Linked DNA regions of Sus scrofa: all the other regions are linked to region 2. The links are chromatin contacts, called in public promoter capture Hi-C maps. All regions are on one chromosome and are shown on one strand. Each heading gives the region's core, a stretch centred on a gene start, on an enhancer-like site or on the middle of the called end of the contact. The rest is flanking DNA. Distances are from core to core; before and after follow the strand shown. Region 1 holds the start of TMX1 (thioredoxin-related transmembrane protein 1). Region 2 holds the start of MAP4K5 (mitogen-activated protein kinase kinase kinase kinase 5). Region 3 holds the start of RPL36AL (ribosomal protein L36a like).

What was found. Promoter capture Hi-C pulls out the DNA fragments that hold promoters and counts their contacts.
Region 1: a contact with region 2 is called in a promoter capture Hi-C map of fetal liver, with 4 times the contacts expected there. The contact joins the promoter of TMX1 here to the promoter of MAP4K5 in region 2. A contact is called at or near these places in 1 of 5 promoter capture datasets (fetal liver) and 1 of 47 Hi-C or Micro-C datasets (fetal skeletal muscle).
Region 3: a promoter capture Hi-C map of fetal liver shows a contact between it and region 2, with 4 times the contacts expected there. The contact joins the promoter of RPL36AL here to the promoter of MAP4K5 in region 2. A contact is called at or near these places in 1 of 5 promoter capture datasets (fetal liver) and 1 of 2 datasets of contacts at active chromatin or transcription factors (skeletal muscle).

The regions. Positions count from the first base shown.
Region 1 is chr1:180,932,031-180,935,001 of Sscrofa11.1, forward strand. TMX1 (thioredoxin-related transmembrane protein 1) reads left to right here and starts at 1,648. Exons shown (of 8, transcript XM_001928249.4): 1 at 1,648-2,054. The coding sequence starts at 1,903.
Region 2 is chr1:180,298,115-180,300,814 of Sscrofa11.1, forward strand. MAP4K5 (mitogen-activated protein kinase kinase kinase kinase 5) reads right to left here and starts at 1,377. Exons shown (of 33, transcript XM_021101533.1): 1 at 1,090-1,377; 2 at 663-879. The coding sequence starts at 770. ATL1 (atlastin-1) reads left to right here and starts at 1,320. Exons shown (of 15, transcript XM_021101558.1): 1 at 1,320-1,553.
Region 3 is chr1:179,476,545-179,479,298 of Sscrofa11.1, forward strand. RPL36AL (ribosomal protein L36a like) reads right to left here and starts at 1,276. Exons shown (of 2, transcript NM_213917.1): 1 at 1,246-1,276; 2 at 94-542. The coding sequence starts at 511. The coding sequence ends at 191. It overlaps MGAT2 (mannosyl (alpha-1,6-)-glycoprotein beta-1,2-N-acetylglucosaminyltransferase), which reads left to right and starts at 1,920. Exons shown (of 1, transcript NM_001128482.1): 1 at 1,920-2,754. The coding sequence starts at 1,920.

The DNA.
Region 1 (2,971 bases), core at 398-2,897, 630 kb after region 2:
AAACTTTTGTCTTGAGCAATCAGATGGACCTCAGGGCTATTTATTTATTTATTTATTTATGTCTTTTTGTCCTTTCAGGGCCGCACCCACGGCATATGGAGGTTCCCAGGCTAGGGGTCTAATCGGAGCTGTAGCTACCAGCCTACGCCAGAGCCACAGCAACACTGGATCCAAGCCACATCTGCGACCTACACCACAGCTCACGGCAGCGCCACATCCTTAACCCACTGAGCGAGGCCAGGGATTGAACCTGCAACCTCATGCTTCCTAGTTGGATTTGTTAACTATCCCACTGAGCCATGATGGGAACTCCTATTTTTATTTTTTATTAAAATATAGTTGATTTACAACCTTGAGGCTCTTAATTGAGAAGACCTGAAGAGGGAGAATCGAAACTTTTTTTGATCCTGTTATGTTTAAGCTCCCTATAAGATATCCAAGAGATGTCCAGCAAAGAGTTTAATGTTGTTAAAAAATGGAATCATTTGCTTCCCATGACAGCAAACAGAGATTTAAAGAAGAGGAATCTATACCGATAAAGCCCTTGCCAGTGCCCTTCCCCTCAAAAGTCCTAAAAAATAATCCTTTCTTTTCTCTCGCCAAGAACTCCTTTGCCTCACCCTTCTTCCTATAAAAGCCTTCCATTGTATAACCTCTTGGAGAGCCCTTCTAGTTGCCAGATGGAATGGTGCCTGACTTATGACAAATAGATCTTTAAATTTACTGGGTTGAATTTTGTTGTTGTTGTTTTTAAAACAAGATACAGGTCTGAAGTTCCCAGAAAGGTCAGGGCTGGAAATGACAGTCATATGCTTTTTAAAGCCAGAAGTGAGGTCACCTGGAGAAGTTTGAGATTAAGAGGAGGGGGGCCAGTACAGCATCCAGGGGCCAGTCAATGTCTGGAAATTAGTAGAGGAGAACCAGCCAAGACGTTTCAGAAAGAGCAGCTAGTGAGGAAGGAGGAAAAACAAACAAAAAAACAAATGAGGTACCACATAACCCATTTCAAGGAGGGTGTGGTGACAGAATGCTTGCTGGCAGTCAAGTAAGATGAATGTTAACATGCAAATTACTAATGTCCTAGAAAAGGCCTTTCAGGGAAGGGTGGGGATTGGGAGGAATCAGTCAATTGGATTGAGTTTAGGAGAGAATATGAAGTGAGGAGGTGTAAATGCAATTATTTTCATTTGACTGATTAATACCAAACTCAGTGCACATTTTGATTTGTATTTACAGATGCTTAAGGAAAAAATCTGAAATATCTGTTACAAGCAGCCTCTGTGTCTTGCTCCATTTTGAATTTCTGATCTATCCTCTCTGTAACTACTGCATTAAAAAAAAAACCCAAAACCAAAAAAAGAAAAAAAAAAGAGGGACAACATATACCCTAAAGTGCATAAAGTGCACTAAACTTTCTGACTCATACAAACATCCATTAACTGTCCTACAAAATTTTTCAAAAGGAAAAAAAAAAGAAAACCCTGACAGGCAGTTAGCCGGAAACTGCTTTAGCATAGACTTACCAATCGCCTTAAGTTAGTATAAACGCCAAACTTTTGGCGCCAAAATCCTGCCGCAGACTTTGAAGCTGTTCTCTCCGAAGTCCCACCCCACTTTCTACACCACGCCCTCCGCCTCTCTTCCGACACCATATTCGGGAAAAGCAGAAAGGAAGGGAATGCTTTTTTGTCATGCGCACTAGGGAATAGGCGCGCTCCTTCGCTGCTAAACCAACCCACTGAGACCTGGTCTCGTCATGCGCATTGAGAGTCCTCAAGGCGCGCGCGCGAGCCTCGCCGCGCTCATGCGCACGAGCAGATGAGCTCGCACGGACGGAAGTGAGGAGAGGTTACGCGAAGGTGGGGGCCGCAGCGCTTGCTGTGGGGAGGGCGAGCGGCGGACATGGCGCCCTCCGGGAGTCCTATGGTCCCCTTGGCGGTGTTGCTGCTGTTGCTGTGGGAGGCTCCCTGGACCCACGGGCGGCGGAGCGACGTGCGCATCATCACCGACGAGAACTGGAAAGAGTTGCTGGAAGGAGAGTGGATGATAGAATTGTGAGTGCGGGACGGTGGTCTGGGGGCCCTTCTGTGGGCCGGGGTACTGGATCCTAGTCTGGAGCCCCGACTTCATTCTCCTTCCTCTCCCGAGCGTCCTAGGCTCTTCGGCGCTGCGGCTCCGAGCCGCGGCACGGGAGCCCCCGACTGCTCGGAATCCCCTAACTCTTGGGATCTTCGGCTGCTTTCATCCCACCCCTTCGTTTGCGACCGGGTAATACTTTTAAGTTTTTTTTTCTGAAGTGTGCACCCTAGTTTGGTTGCTAGGGCTGCGGTGTATGTAGAGGCTGCTTTCAGCTTTGAATTCTCTCAACTTTTCTTCAAGGTTTTTGGGGATGGGGAGGTTAGTCTGACTAGTTGCTATACATTGATTTTCTTGTGAGTCTTACAGACTTCCAGAGTTATTTTTACCAAACTGCAGAAGAGGAAATTGAGTTGCAGCCTTTCCTCTCCTTTTGTCTAATTGTCCTTAAAAAGTAGTCCACTTAGAATGTTAGAATTTGAGGTCTTTTTAGTTTATTTTAAATTTTATGAATCGGGCGTGTGTGTGTGTTCGCTTTTCTTTTTGCCCACATCTCATTTTTCCTTTGGGTGTGTGTTTTTGCAAAGTACTGAATGTCCTAGGTTGTTACTCTTATGTCTCTCTAAGTGGTATTGCATTTAAAAAAGAAAATTAATTGTGAGTGATTATAAACTCTTAAAAGAGTGTCAGGTCGTCATTTATTGTTTGAATAAAATCATGTGTCTGGTGATTCCATTATGATCATGTCCCTTATGCATTGGTAGGTAGTAAACTATCTGCCTTTGCTTTAGTCACTAAATTGGTAATGGTGGTGACAGTATTATTGATACTAATGGTATTAGTGATATTAGTGAAAAACACCATTATTGAGTGTTAACTGTGTACTAGACACCTG
Region 2 (2,700 bases), core at 127-2,626:
AAAGAGCACAATTAAAAAGACAGCTGCTCTTAACTATTCTGGGTCATGGGATGTTATCAATCCCAGAGAGAGGAATTGCCAAAGAAGAATTAGAAAATCATCATCAGATACAAATGCCAAAACTTCTACCAGGAAAAGCATTGTTCTGCATAGGATAATGTTTGTGCACACATCACTTTGACCCAGCATTAGACTACTTACAGTTAAAATTGAGAGACTGGGGTTTCAAAGGACTTTTTAAAACAGCATCATCCATCAAAAAGTTTTTTGTGAAAATGTGAGAACGTCAATATATTTCCTTGTCTACTGTCTTCCAGGAAGCATTTTTTCCATGTTAAGACAAGAATATCCTCAAGCGCAACTCCATAAGCAGATTCGAACTTTCTTGGATACCATAAATAAGCATTAAAAAGCCTTTATACCACACACACGCACAAAAAAAGTACAACGGTGGTTCGCAAAGGTGTAGTTAGTTCTGCTTGTTGGAGCGATCAGTGCAAGCATGGATTAGAAGGCGCTCCGAATGGAGTAAATGGGACCCGGCCGCGGCATCTCCAAGATGCAACAACAAAAGCATCCTCCTTCCTTCTCACACTTCCTCAGAAAGTGGCCCTATTCCCGGGAGCCAGCGGACCGCAGGAAAAGAGCCTGGCCTGCCTCACCTTATAGACGTCCCCGTAGGTGCCGCTGCCGACCCTCTGAACGAGCTCGTAGTCTTGCTGCGGGTTCCGCCTCAGGATGTCCGCGGCAGGCCGCAGAGGGGCCTCCATCTTCGTTCAGGGCCCGGCCCCCGCCGGCTGTGCCCGCGGCGCCCCGATTCCCGCTAACGAGGACGAGCGGCGCCGCTTCCCAACATGGAGCCTCTGCCCGCAGCTCCGCCTGCACGAGGGACGAGCAGAGGCTGCAACCCCGAGCGGCCCAGTCCCGTCCTTTCCGCCCCAGCGGGAGCCGCTACCAGCGGGCCTGGAAGGGGTCCCCAGCGCCCCGCCGCTGCCGTGTTCCGGCCGCGGCCCTTCCCCCTCCCTGACCGCCCGCGAACTGTCGGGCCGGATTCTGCCCGCCCGCCGGGGCCCGGGGCCGGCTCGGTACCTGAGGGGGGCGGCCCCGCTCTTTGTTGAGCGCCGCGCCCAGGACCTACTTCCCCGCCGGCGCCTGCGTCTTGATTCCCGGCGCCCGCCGGCCCTCCAAGTCCAGCTGTGCTGCCGCCGCTGCCTTTCGCTGCACCGCACGTCCTCTCGCGGGCGGCGGAGGCGCGTACCGTCGCCGCCGCCGCCGCACCACGTTCCCCACCCGGGGCTGCGTCACCGGGAGACACGTTCCCGGCCAGCGTGGGTCGGCGCCCAGCGTCCCGCCCGAGCGCGCCGGCCGCGAGACCAGAGTGCCGCCCTGAGGCCTGCTCGGGACACGACACTCTCCCGGCCGGGCCGCCGCGCCCCCCTGGCCCGGAGCGTCCTTTCCTGAGCCGGGCTCTGCTCCCCACTCTGGGGGTCACGGACGCCCCCGGGCATTCTTGGGCTGACGCGCCTCCGCTAAACCGCTCCCAGCTTTGTCAGGTAAACCTGGAGGGTGGCGGGTAGAGTAGTAGGGTGGGCACGAGGGCGATGGGAACGCAGCCCTCCCAGTTGAGAAAATGGTTCGTTGAGGGCACTGAGCCAGAAGTAATCTGGCAATGGGGCGCCCGGGAGGGAGGTGGGGGAGTGCCAGATTAACTAAGTCGCGGCACACCCAACTGCACCTTCCTGTTTTGCAAACCATTCCCAGTGGTACCAGTTTGAGGCTGCACTGCACACCTGCGCAACCTGTCTTCCACTAAGTTTTCCCAAGACATTTCCGAAAGTCGGAATTCCTAGGAAGTCTATGTGGTTCTTATCCCTGTTGGGCACACGCAGTGTCTCAGCGCAGGTATTGTTCCTTTAATTGGGTCGGGAGTTCTGCAGCAGCTGAAAATCAGGGACCACAACCTGGTTCTGACTCTACCACTTACTCAGTATGTGATCTGGGACAAAAAAGACATCCTATTTGGCAATATCTCCACATCCTTATCTGCAGCTTGAAGAGGGTAGGGTTTTGCATCCGACACCTGAGAAAGTGTTTATAAGGCATTTTACAAGATTGTAAAGGGCGTTATCAAATATAAAAGGCTTTTTAACATACTTCACAATGCACAGAATATGAAACAGGAGTTTAGGGAAGTAATTTGGCTGAATATTTCACAAGCTGTTTTGTAGTTTCACTTCCAGTCTTGTTCCAAGGTAGAAATAAGGTTGCCAGATTGATTTTGTTTGTAGAGCCCAATGAAGGTTTTGAACAAAAAAATTCAGCTAACACTTGACCAATCCATTTAGTGACTGAAAAATCACAAAAGAGCAAGTCACAGATGCTGGCCTGTAGCTTTGAACATCCAATTCATTCCATTCTCGGGCAATATATCCCTTATTGTTGATCATTGTAATCAGTTTGGTAATGTACAAATTAACTTCACACCTTAGCTGTACAGGGAATATATGTATTTTTTTGTGTTCCATGCACAAAGAGCACTTATTTAGGGAACATAAGTAAGCTCAGACTTACATGCTCTATGGACAAAGCCTATGTGTTTGCTGCATTGAAAAAATTGTTGAAGAACAGTTCCTTCTTTCAAAGCTTCTTGGCACTTGTTTTGGTGGGCAAATACTTTTGGCTTCAATGACTCAAAATCTT
Region 3 (2,754 bases), core at 26-2,525, 820 kb before region 2:
TTGAAATGAACCTTAATTCTGTAACTTCCTTAATTTAGAACCAAAATAAGCACAAGATCCTATTTATATTTTAAAAATACAAAAGATTTCAGTAAGGTATCACTGTATTTATTCTCATACAGGCATTTTTTTTCCCCCTATGGCTTCAACACCTTCCTCTCAAATATAGAATAAAAAAAATTCTCAAGGCTTAGAACTGGATCACTTGGCCCTTTCTCTTCTTATCTCCTCCAAGTTCAAAATGCTTGCATCTCTTAATTGCCAGCATCCTCTTGGATCTGCAGTTGGGCTCAACACATTCAAGCCTCAGCACAATCTTCTTTGTGGTTTTAGCCTTCTTCCGGAAAATTGGCTTTGTTTGCCCGCCATAGCCACTCTGTTTCCGATCATAGCGCCTCTTTCCCTGGGCATAGAGGGAATCCTTGCCCTTCTTATACTGGGTCACTTTGTGAGGCTGATGTTTTCCACACTTCTTACAGAAAGTCCTTCGGGTTTTAGGTACGTTGACCATCTTTGCAACAGGGGTGTTTTCACGATGAATACTGTGGTAAAATATTTAAAATACAGCAACAGACGTTAAACATTTTGAAATTTTAAGTTTTGTAAATATGGAAATAGTAACATTACAGAAATCATTAACGTATAAATGCACCAAATACGCATTTTCCACACGAATAAATATATATATGTGCACAACTCTTTAGAAGGCTAATCATCGGAGCAGTGATAAAATGAGGCTCACTAAAATAAGGGCCAGAGCAGCAGCATAAGGATGCCCTATACAGTCAGGTCCCCCTACTGACTCTAAGTTCCAAAGTGGGTTCCTTTGGTCCTTAATTTACCGTGGTTACCCAACAACTAAAGCGTGGTCGTGTGATAATCTACTCTCCTTCGGAAGAGTGGGAGAGTGAGCGCGAGAGCCAGTCTGGCTCCGGGTGCGGTGTAGCTGGTGCCAAGGCCGAGCCCGGCCCTTCTCTGAGGACCGCAGCAACGTGGTTTGACTTCTCCCTCCGAAACACGGTCTCCCTTCAGCGGCCCCGAAGGCTGACGTGTCCTTAACAAGTGCCTCCCGGCCCGGCAGCCGCCATGCGGGAGCCCCTTCCCGGAAGGGAGAAGCCCGTTCTTGAAATCCCCCAAGGCGGCGGGCCTCGCCCTCCCTCTCCTACCAGGGTTCGCCCGGCCACCCCGGGATCCTGAGCTTCGGGGGCTCCAGTCGAGACCGCTACCACTCCGCGTGTAGCTTACCAGTAAAACCGATGTCCACGTTCCGGGTCTCGCTCTGCTCTAGCCTCACCGGAAAAGGAGGATCGGGACGGAAGCAGGAACTGAGCCTGAGCGACAGCGCCGCGGCCCAATAAGAGGCGGGCAGCGACGCCCGGTCGTCTCCCGACGCGTCGGGGAAGCGCCAACCGACGGCCCGAGGGGCGGGCCGGAGGGGTGTGGGCCCGGGGGCCGCGGAGCTCCGCGAGCCAGTTGCTGGTTGTCAGGACAGTCTCCGCGGGAGTGGGACGAGGTTGCGTCCCTCGGTCCGGGACGTCCGGTGCCTGCGTAAGGATGAAAGCCCAGAGGACGCAGGGCCGCTGGAAGCGCAGGTAACGGAGCCGGGGTGCGGTGGGGCCGCGGCGGGCTTCTCGGACCCGTGCCGGATGGAGAGGACCGAGGCGACGCTGAGTCGCGGCTCCTAGCGGCGGGACAGCCTGAGCTGCAGCTGCCAGGCGAGGATGTGTGGAGCCCGGGCGGCACAGGGGAGCTGAGCGCCTTCGGGCCCCAGGACCCCCGGGGCCAGGGATGAGTTAGCGAGGGCAGCCGCGGAGGCCCATTCCGATCGCTGCAGGCCACGGCCGCCGCCCGCCCGCCCTTTCCGTGCGGGATCCGCTAGCTCCTTTACGCGCCTGCCCGCGCTCCCGGCCCCGGAGACCATGAGGTTCCGCATCTACAAGCGGAAGGTGCTGATCTTGACGTTCGTGGTGGCCGCCTGCGGCTTCGTCCTCTGGAGCAGCAATGGGCGACAAAGGAAGAATGAGGCCCTCGCCCCGCCGCTGCTGGACGCCGAGCCCGTGCGGGGTGCGGGCGCCCGGGCCGGGGACCATCCTGCCATATCCGTGGGCATCCGCCGGGGCTCCAACGATTCGGCGGCTCCGCTGGTCGCGGCAGCCCCGCAGCCCGAGGTGGACAACCTGACGCTGCGGTACCGGTCCCTAGTGTACCAACTGAACTTTGACCAGACGTTGAGGAATGTGGATAAGGTCAGCTCCTGGGTCCCCCGCGAGCTTGTGCTGGTGGTCCAGGTGCACAACCGGGCCGAATACCTCAAACTGCTCCTGGACTCACTTCGGAAAGCCCAGGGAATCGACAACGTCCTCGTCATCTTTAGCCATGACTTCTGGTCGACTGAGATTAATCAGCTGATCGCTGGGGTGGATTTCTGTCCGGTTCTGCAGGTGTTCTTTCCTTTCAGCATTCAGTTGTACCCTAACGAGTTTCCGGGTACTGACCCCAGAGATTGCCCTAGAGACCTGGAGAAGAATGCAGCTTTGAAAATGGGATGCATTAATGCTGAATATCCCGACTCCTTCGGCCATTACAGAGAGGCCAAGTTCTCCCAAACCAAACACCACTGGTGGTGGAAGCTGCATTTCGTGTGGGAGAGGGTCAAAGTCCTTCGAGACTATGCTGGCCTCATACTTTTCCTAGAGGAGGATCACTACGTAGCCCCAGACTTTTACCATGTCTTCAAAAAGATGTGGAATTTAA